Linked DNA regions of Zea mays: region 1 is linked to region 2. Evidence: chromatin contacts called from public Hi-C data. All regions are on one chromosome and are shown on one strand. The core of a region is the stretch at or near the end of the contact, and the rest is flanking DNA. Distances in the headings are between cores, read along the strand shown. Region 1 holds the start of LOC103638170 (putative acyl-activating enzyme 19). Region 2 holds the start of LOC100382496.

Region 1 (5,461 bases), core at 454-2,953, 650 kb before region 2:
ATCTTAGTTTAGAGCACTAAATGAAAATTCCAAATCTCAAAGGCAGCTATATTAGCAAAGTTCATGTCAAAGACTATCCTTCTATATGTGTCAGTCTCAAAGACAAGCATGTATGCTAAGCATTGCGTGAAACATTTTGTAATAAACCTAACTGGCACAGAACTCAGTAGTTTCTTTTTGTTCCCTAATATTTTCATAAGAAATCATATAAGCGTCTCATTAGGATAAAGAGCCATGTAACCTTAATTAAGTTGGCCAAGGATGCTGGATTAGCTCTCCACTCACTGGGAGGAATGACAAGTGTTGAGCAAGTCAAGACCGCAGAAAGGAACTCCTGTAGATGGTCAACAAAGCTGACAGATGTCTTAAACAACAAAACATCATCTGAACACAGAGGATTCCTTCTTTGCATCCACAAAAAACGATTCAGAAGACCTAGGCATGGTGTCAAAAAAAAAGTCTTCATAAGGTGGCTGCTCAACTCAAACCTAGCCAAGTAGCCATGCCATCGCAAACAAATAAACCCTATGCTCTGGGACATACAATTTCACCGTTGGTCACAAATATTCTATGCTATAAGTTTCTGGTATGCATATATGTACCTGGTCCAACAAGACAATACACTAGAACTTTTAGTTAATTGACTGAACAAGACATTGTTACCATAAGACAATCATGACTAAACAAATAGTACATTTATGTTTTCAAGGTTTGACACCTAACAATTAGAAACATAGTGGGACCTACTAATTCACGATGCCAAAGTCACAACAATGAGAAAGGGGTAAGGCATCTCAATATCTGCACGAGATTATACACTCTGCCTATCTCAAGCAACCAGGCCCCAACAAGAGCACGGCTTACCTTTCTCAGTGCCGCAAACACCCTTCGGTTTTCCGGTAGAACCAGAGGTGAACATCACGTAGCAGAACTTGCGGTGCCACTCGTGCTCGCACGGCCAGACAAGCTCCTCCCCGTCATCCCCGCCATTTCCATCCCGAAATCGCCGCCGGATGCCACCATAAAAGCGCAGAACAGGGCAGGCGCTGCTCTCAAACAGCGTGGCTCCTCGCGACCCAACTGAAGACACGACGAGCGCCGCGTTGGACGCCGAGATAGCCCACGAGACCCTCTCCTCCGGCCACGACGGGTCGAGCGGGAGGAACGCCGCGCCGCACCTGAGCACCGCGAGGACGGCGGCGACGTACTCCAACGATGGCGAGGCGTATACCCCGACAACCCTCGGCACTACGGCGCCGGCGGCCCGAAACCCTTGCGTCGGTTCCGAATTAGTCTCCGTCAGTCAGACACGAGACTACGACAGGGGAGGGGGGGCAAGCAAGCGCGAACAGCCGAGCGGTTGATTGGCGTTGACGCACCTGAGCCTTGCTCGCGGTCGCGGCGGGTATCGGTGGCGGTGCTGCCGAGCGCGGCGGCGATGCGGCGGGAGAGGGAGCCGACGGCGGCGAGGAGGTCGCCGCAAGTGAAGCGGCGCTCCTCGCTGTCGGCGCCCGAGGCCGCTGCGTGGATGACGGCGAGGCGGCCGGGTTCCTGGCGAGTGGCGCGCTCGAACGCGTGCGAGATGCAGCACGGCTCCGCCGCCGCCATTCCGCAGCTGGAGGATTGGGTTGGGGAGCCGGCGATTCGAAACAGTTCAACTCACTTTTGGGATCCCCTCACTTGTGGCTATATAAGAAGGACAAAGTAATATACAAAGGGAAAATATTGATTTTCTAAACGTTGTTGGTTTGTTTGTTTGTTTGTTTGTTTTTTCTTTTAAAAGATGACATGTATAATGTATTGTCATTTCGTTATACAGACAGCCGTGCTTCCACGACACGCCACGCCGTTCGTGGTAAGAAAAGGAGTGGGGAAAAGAGATAATCTAACCAAACCTTATCTCGCTTCCCTTCCCGCGCCCATGGCAATGGCTGCCGCTCCTCACAGTCATCACACTCCAGTGGGGGCCGCAGCGGCCACGTCCGCCGCCGTATCCATGCCCTGCTGCTCCTCCGCTTCCTGTTACGACGACAAGGACGGCGACCCGTCCTCCTCCTGGTCGCTGTCCTCGCCGCGGCGCCGGCAGCCGTACCGGCGCCTCCTCCGCGACGAGGCGCAGCGGCTCCGGCGCGCGCGGCGGAGCCAGGGCCCGGGCGCCGACACGCCGCGGTGGGTGCGGCGCACCACGGATCAGATGGCCCGGTACATCGAGGACGACCGCGCGGGGCACGTGTACGGGCGGCACGTGGTCGCCGCCGTCCGCGCGGTGCGGGCCACGGCGTCGCGCCCGTCCGCGGACATGCGCCAGGCCATGGCGTCGTTTGTTACCAGGCTCACCTTCCGCGAGATGTGCGTCGTGCTCCGCGAGCAGCGCGGCTGGCGTCAGGCGCGCGACTTCTTCGCTTGGATGAAGCTCCAGGTGGGTGGGTGACAGTGACACTGACACCACACACGCTGCCGCCACCAACTTAATTACATCGATCCTTGCAAATTAAGCTTGCTGCTTTCTAACGGCTCGCTCCGGTGCTGATCGATCCCTGCAGCTGTGCTACGAACCAAGCGTCGTCGCCTACACCGTTCTGCTGCGGTTGTATGGCAGGGTCGGGAAGGTGAAGCTTGCCGAAGAGACGTTTCTTGAGATGCTCCAGGTTGGCTGCGAGCCTGACGCCGTGGCGTGCGGGACCCTCCTGTGCGCGTACGCTAGGTGGGGGCGGCACGAGGACATGATGCTGTTCTACTCGGCGGTGCGCGGGCGGGGCCTAGTCCCTCCGATCTCTGTCTACAACTACATGATCTCGTCTCTGCAGAAGCAGAAGCTGCACGGCAAGGTCATCCATGTGTGGAAGCAGATGCTGGAAGCTGGCGCGCCGCCTAACCAATTCACCTACACAGTCGTCATCGGCTCCCTTGTGAAGGAAGATCTCCTGGAGGAGGCCGTCGATTTGTTCGGTGAGATGCGGCGGCGTAGGTTCGTTCCGGAAGAGGCGACTTACAGCCTGTTGATCAGTGCGAGCTCCAGACATGGCAAAGGAGAACAGGCGTTGCGGCTCTTCGAAGAGATGAAGGGCCAGGGAATCGCCCCCAGCAACTACACCTGTGCGTCTCTCTTGGCACTGCACTGCAAGAACGAAGACTACCCAAAGGCTCTTGCTCTCTTCTCTGACATGGAAAGCAGCAAGGTCATTCCTGACGAGGTCATCTACGGGATTCTTATCAGGATATACGGGAAACTCGGGCTTTACGAGGAGGCACGTCAGACGTTTGGCGAGATCGAGAAGGCAGGTCTTCTGAACGACGAGCAGACTTACGTGGCAATGGCTCAGGTCCACCTGAACGCTGGAGACTGTGACAGAGCACTGGAGGTGTTAGAATCTATGAAGACGAGAGGCGTGAAGCCTTCGCGCTTCTCTTACAGCGCTCTTCTCAGATGTCACGTCGCAAAGGAAGACGTAGTCGCCGCAGAAGACACCTTCAGAGCTCTCTCCCAGTCCCAGCACGGCCTCCCTGACGCGTTCTGCTGTAACGACATGCTCAGGCTGTACATGAGGCTGGGACGTCTAGACAAGGCCAGGGCACTGGTTTCGGTGCTGCTGAGGGAAGATGGTTTCCAGCTTGACGAGAACCTCTCTACGACAGTGATGGAGTTTTACTGCAAAAGCGGTATGGTTGAGGACGCAGAGAAGTTACTCGAAGATATTCAGAGGAACAGGAAACCCGTGAAGGTTCCAACGCTGCTTTTGCTTGTAGAGATGTACGCTAGAAACAGACCCAGTGTGGTTCTGGAAGAACGCAGCTCGTCGAGGGCACTCGGCAGTTCAGCAGCTAGCGTGGCCTTGAACTCCCTGTTGGACATGCCTGGGGGCTTGTCCAGTGTGTCCCTACTGATCAGCAGATTGGCTAGGGAAGGTGAGAACAACGGGGCACAGCACTCGTGTGCCTAACCATAACAATCTCTGACCGCTGTCTATATATACATGTACTATTTTGCTGTAGGGAGCACAGATGAGGCGAGATTCATTTACGATCAGCTGACTGAACTGGGAACCAAGCCTGACGATTCGGCGGTCGCTACTCTGATCGTCCAGTATGGCCAGGCAAAGCAGTTAGAGCGAGCACAAGAACTATTCGATTCAGCGTCAGCGTCGTTCCCAGATGGGGCGCTTGTCTGCAACGCCATGGTCGACGCGTTCTGTAAATGTGGCAGAGCTGAGGACGCGTACCATCTTTTCATGGAGATGGCTGATCAAGGCAGTTACAGAAATGCTGTGACAGCTAGCATTCTTGTCACTCACCTGACTAAGCATGGTAAGCGCTTGTCCCTTTATTCAGCTGCTGCCTGCTATATATATAGCTCGTTCTTTTCCAATGGCCATGGTTGCTCACTCCCAGGGAAATTTCAAGAGGTTGAGAACATCATGCATGGCTGTTTCCGAGATGAAGTCCAGCTCGACACTGCCTTGTACAACACATTTATCAAGTCGATGCTTGAATCAGGTCTGGCTAACATATTATACTGTTCATCAGATAGGCAAGCAGGGCTATCATACCTGACCGCTGCAGTTTTAGTTTCCAAGCAGGTAAACTGCATTCGGCCGTCAGCATATACGATCGCATGGTATCCTCTGGCGTTTCTCAGTCCATGCAGACGTTCAATACAATGATAAGGTAGATAAATGCTCGGAAACCCCGGGAGCCAAAAAAAGAACGGAGTTGCGTTATTTTTCTTGAATATACTGTCGGTACGGTAGTAGCCCCCGCATCACCGCTCACCAGCTTCAGTCTTCTATCCAGTGTTTATGGCAAAGGAGGAAAGCTGGACAAGGCCGTTGAGATGTTTGCTGCTGCGCAGGAGCTGGGCCTGCCGATCGACGAGAAGATGTACACGAACATGCTTAGCTTATATGGGAAAGCCGGTCAGGTTCTTCTGCCCTGTGCAAAGAAAACAATTAGAGCCCTTCTCATTGATCTGTTTCACCCACCACTGACTTCAGTCTCCTCCTATCCAGTTCTAAGCCTGTGGATTTTTCATGTGTTCAGGCAGGCATCAAGAGGCGTCTTTGATGTTCAAAAGAATGAAGGAAGATGGCATCAGACCTGGAAAGGTACGGTACTCTTTCATTGTCTCGAAATTCACGTTCAGAGAACAAGGAATGCTGTAGTTCCACCACCCTGACCATCTAAAGAAAAGAAGAAAAAAAGAGAGGCTAATCTGGACCAAACTTGCAATGTGCAGATCAGCTTCAACTCCATGATCAATGCCTACGCCACTTCAGGACTGTTCAGCGAGGCGAAAAGCGTGTTCCAGGAGATGCAGGACTGCGGGCACGCCCCCGACTCCTTCTCCTACCTCGCGCTGATCAGAGCGTACACGGAGGCTAAGCTGTACACCGAAGCAGAAGAAGCCATCCGGACGATGACGCTGAGCAGCAGCAACACGACCCCTTCCTGCCCGCACTTCAGC
Region 2 (5,008 bases), core at 788-3,287:
CCAATCGATGAGTTTGTTTAACTCAAATTCATATGAGTTTTTACATTCAAATCACATGAGTGTGTTCAACTCACATCGCATGAGTTGAACCTATCACAACATCAATTATGAGATTATACCAAATCTCATGCATCATTTATATAGTACTCAAAAGCGAATCATCTAACAAGGTGGTCTTCTCTTAGAAAAAGAAGTGTTGTTACATGATTAGTCCAAATCATGAATTACACAACTAACCACTGTTATCATGTCAGATGGAAGATTGAAGTACACTTCATATCTTAGCTTTCATGAGTAGTATGCATCTATTGGTATTTCATATACAAGATTAGATGCTTAGGCATACAACACTATACCACGTATAGTGTAATGACAAAAGAGTTTGTCATACTCATTGCCCTTCCCTTTTTAATGTGCTTATATATTTGCTTTCAAGCAAAATATATGAATACAAAGTGTTAGTCTACAACATAATGTAGACACATACTCATAAGTCCACATGTCTTATGATTTTCTTTGCTATTCATTTTGGGCTTGCACATCAAGCCACAAAAGCACATTAGTTCTTTTCATAAGAACCATAAGAGAATGAGAGCATCACACTTCCTCCAAAGTGAAGAAGTGAATCCCCATATTATGGAAAAATGATCTTTACATCCAATGAACACTGAGGATAATTAAGCCCAGTAGGCGAGTTCATCAAACTCTATTAAATAATTATCCTCCAAATGGCTTAACCATTTTCTGATGTTGTAATATGTCGCAAAATATATCGTATCTTTATATGCTGGAGAACTCTAGGTATCACATAAAGTGTACCAAAGGATTTTTGAAAATTGGTGTACACAACGTAGATAATCTCCATGTAATGAAACAATGGAGTAGATCTCTCAGTAGTGGGCAAAACTATTGCTGCCTGAAAACATGGTCTCTGGGCTGATATATTCAAGGAACATACCGCAGCCAATGCTTAGGACTCCACTACCCTGTGCTTGACCAAAATTTCAAAAATAAAATGGAAATCACCATAAAGGTGATTAACCAACATCACATCTCCAATATATCTACTTGGGAGAACACATAGGTAATCATCATCGACATATGATGTAGACCTCTTACTGATGGGCAAATAACCATTTGCTGTCTAAAAACTTGGTCTCAGGGCAAATAAATTCCAAGAACTTATTGCAGCCAAAGCCTAGATCTCCATCATGTGTTGAATAATCCCAAGTTCAAGATATGTATCATATTTTGCAAGAATTCATCATTTAATTAAGTAGAACTTAATTAAAAGAATTCTTGTAGCAGTCAGCATGACTGCAGCGTCCAGCATGGCTCCATAGCCCGCGACGCCTGTGTGGTCCGTGATCTTTTTGGATAGCACATATAGGTAATCATCTCGAAAGATGTAGACCTCATAGTGATAGGCATTTCAAATGCGGCCTAAAGCACGGTCTCTGGGCTACTAAACTCTATAAAGAATTTAGTGCAGCCAGTGCTTAGGACTCCATCACCCTATGCTTTTCCAAAAATGCAATATCATTTTGCATGAGGACCAATTGTTTTGACTTAATTATGTGCTATGTTTTCCATGCAAACATAAAAGAATGCAAAAACAAAAGCAAGTCAAAACTATGTGAATTATAAATGTAAATAAAAATATAATTCACTAACATGTCTGCATTTTTTATAATAAAAACAGATGACTATCACAATTATATATATCATCAGCAGTCTAAATATTCAAATTTAGATACTAAATACTGATTGAAACTGTGATACATCATAGAGTCTTGTAATTAAATTTGCAGAAAATAATGAGTAAATTTAGCCAGTCATACATGTGGCCGGGCGGCTCAGCCAAGCCAGGCACGGCCCAAGCGGTCCAAGCATCTAGGCGGTCTGGCGCGACCCACGCGGCCAGGCGCGGCCAGCCCATGAGGCCTGGTGCGGCCCAAGCATGGCCAGGCGGCCAGACACGGTATTAAGGGTATTGGAAACCCTAACCGCTCCTACCTTCTTGCAGCCGCCGCCATGGTGTTTGCTCCGGCCAAGCCCCGGCGGCCACTGCCGATGGCGCGGCATGCGGCCAGGCACGGGATCCGGCCATGGTGCGGCCTGGGCACGGCGACTCCGGCCCCAGCAGCATTGCACGCGCGGGCGCGGCCATGGTGCGGCCTGGGCACGGCGACCCTGGCCCTAGCAGCCCTGCGGACGCGGGCGTGGCCACCGGTGTCGTGGCCCCGTCATCGGGGCACGCCGCCCTACGACGGCCACACTGCAGGCGCTCCCCAACGGGCGCACAGCCGGCGGTGGCTGCGCGCAGCCCCTGTGCGGGTGCGCGGGAGCGGCCCCTGGTGGCTCGGCGTCCCGACGCTGGCGCTTCGGCCGGGCACGGCTCCGAGGCTGGCTTTGCCGGCCACAACACACTCCGGTGCGCGGCCCCGGCGTCCTCCTCCAGCATGGGCTCCGACCATGTGACGGCCCAGTACGGGCGCAACAGCCCCAGCCAATGCCCAACCTCCTACGCCGCTCGGGTCCGAACACGCATGCGAGCGCTGCTGCAAGCCTGCAACCGCACCATTGCATGGTCCGGTGCAACTGCACCATTACGGTGGTGGGCTTCTCAGCCCCGCCAGCGGCATAGCGTTTGCTGCATGCGTGGCCCGCGGAGTGCATTTCGCTGTTGCCGCAGACTCGCCGTCGCTGCCATGCGTGGACGTGCGAACGGAAGCGACACATCCCAATCACTGGAATGCATACCGAGATGGGTAGCGGCACAACGTTGGTAGAGCAAACATGCATATTTAATTTGCTAGATCAAAAGGTAAATCTCAAACCTGAATATAATAGAGATTTACTTTTTGGTTGTTCACGTGGCCAACGCCATGAACCACTGCATCCGTGCTTGCACATCATCAGCCTGCCTGCACATCGTCATGTTCACTGTTGCCGAAGACGATCCGGTAACCGCCGTCGCTGGTGCACACGCAAGACTTTTCCTCGTTCAGTGGAGAGAGTTCGTGCTGATAACGTGTTGTAACTCAGTGGAAAACAAGTGAACAGAGGAACAGTGCAAATGACAGTTGTCCTTTATTATTGCAGGAGAGTCCTGATTATATACATGTGAAGGGGTGTCTCTCAAGGGGTATGTCCCTTAGGGAGAATCTGTCGCACCCTTTGGATTGGTCACATATACAATATACAATATTTTGTAACAGACACGAGGATATCTAGTGAGCGAATGCTGCGGAGGTCGACGAAAGGGAAGCACTTCATGCCGGCGAGCCCCCACGTTTACAGAACACGAAACAAGCAGGCTCTCTTCAACATTACCCAGTTCATTCAGAACCAAACATTCCATGCTCGACAAACACGAGGGTACAAGTAGAACAAAAACAAAAAGAACAGGATCTAGCTATAACAGCAATGGCGACGGCTACTGTTCTAACCTGCAACCTATACAGACCAAGCACAACCAACCGAACCAACCATAGACCTCTGTGTGGTCAGGTCACGGGACCTGTTGCCGCCGATTGTACGTGTCCTCGTGGACGAACACCGGCTCGCTGCTCTGCTGCGGGATGATCACGGGCTGGCCCATCGCGATGCCCTGGTTCTGCGGGGCTGCGAACGCCGGCGGAGGGCCCTTGGATGATGACAGCGCGACGTAGTAGACTATGGCTAGCGCCACGCTGGCGAGGGCCAGCACCGCTCCCCCGGAGAAGACCCCCGGCTTCACCACGTAGCAGAAGCTACCGAAGTACATGTTCTCCTCGCCTCTCTGGTCGTTCAGGGCGGCCCCAGTCAGTAGGAGAAGGAACGAGATTATGAAAGTGCACCTGCAGATTTTTTGCAATATCTTTGATTAGCACATTTGCAGGTTAACTACTTAACTAGCAGAGGCACATATATCACAGGTTACAAAAACCAACAAGTTAACGAGATGCTCCTGGGAAGAGGCAGGATCTCACTACAACCACTATGTGCTTGGGATCTATAAAAAAAAACTAATATTATACAGATCGAGCATGTGGACTACTTACTCATATTCCTAGTTTCCAAGGAATATAACAAGGAACAATTGGATCTATACCATTAAAAGATCCAAACTTTAGATATATACCATGGACCCCACATGTCATTGACTCATATGGACCCACATGTAAGTGAGATAGTAATGGTATGGATCCAAAGTGGTGATCTTTTAATGGTATGGATCCAAATTTCCCTAATAACAAACATCAGTCAACTAACAGTGTACCAACTACTAGATCAGAGTATGTGTTTTACAGATTGTTGACTCTTTACTCTCCTGGCATCAATATTCAATGCTACGCTACTTCTTTATAATGGTTGCTTCTCCAAGCAAAAAAATAATAATCAAACGAGTCAAACGCAGTCAAGTAATCAGGCGTAAGGTTGAAACTTGAAACAAGTAACAGAATCCAACACATTGCAACGTTCGACATAACACGGCAACATTCAGCATCCATTACTGGTAAACCAATTCACGAAGAGGCTATGCAAGGCTTAAGAAATATGAGACAGGAATAAAAAGAGATTATGCAAGGCTTACGAAGTATGAGACAGGATAATAAAGGAGATGATAAACTTCTAGACCAGGACGTTACCAAGATACGATGAACGAAATCAGGGCTATGCTCCAGTTAGTGTCTGAGGGAACAGGATGCTTCTTGCAACAGATGCAACCAGCGACTGCGTTTATGATGGACTGGGCGAGCATAAGAGAGGCGGCAGATATTAAACCCAGTGCCAAGGCTGGGGTTCTTGGGTATATGCATTCACCAGGACTGCCGCTTGTTTGAACGTCCGAAACCTGCATGGTTCACATGATGCAAGTTGTATCTGGACATGAGCACAAATATATAAACAATTTGTTACCATTTCAAGAACCACTCTTTAGAGCACATTATGTTAAACATTCAATTATTATTAATAAATTTGCCAGTTCCAAAATGGTAAGTTAATCATACATGAATGTGTC

The links. A called contact is a pair of places that touch in the nucleus more often than the background predicts.
Region 1: a Hi-C map of endosperm shows a contact between it and region 2, with 2.6 times the contacts expected there. The contact joins the promoter of LOC103638170 here to the promoter of LOC100382496 in region 2. A contact is called at or near these places in 6 of 25 Hi-C or Micro-C datasets (bundle sheath, ear, endosperm and 3 more).

What each region holds. Positions count from the first base shown.
Region 1 is chr9:28,486,301-28,491,761 of Zm-B73-REFERENCE-NAM-5.0, reverse strand. LOC103638170 (putative acyl-activating enzyme 19) reads right to left here and starts at 1,703. Exons shown (of 19, transcript XR_004852586.1): 1 at 1,380-1,703; 2 at 865-1,272; 3 at 242-435. LOC100383512 reads left to right here and starts at 1,903. Exons shown (of 8, transcript NM_001362088.1): 1 at 1,903-2,419; 2 at 2,544-3,906; 3 at 3,994-4,305; 4 at 4,390-4,494; 5 at 4,578-4,665; 6 at 4,792-4,913; 7 at 5,038-5,102; 8 at 5,234-5,461. The coding sequence starts at 1,922.
Region 2 is chr9:27,840,804-27,845,811 of Zm-B73-REFERENCE-NAM-5.0, reverse strand. LOC100382496 reads left to right here and starts at 2,037. Exons shown (of 1, transcript NM_001321462.1): 1 at 2,037-3,099. The coding sequence starts at 2,109. The coding sequence ends at 2,792. LOC100194095 reads right to left here. Exons shown (of 3, transcript NM_001139149.1): 2 at 4,635-4,840; 3 at 3,323-3,842. The coding sequence ends at 3,515.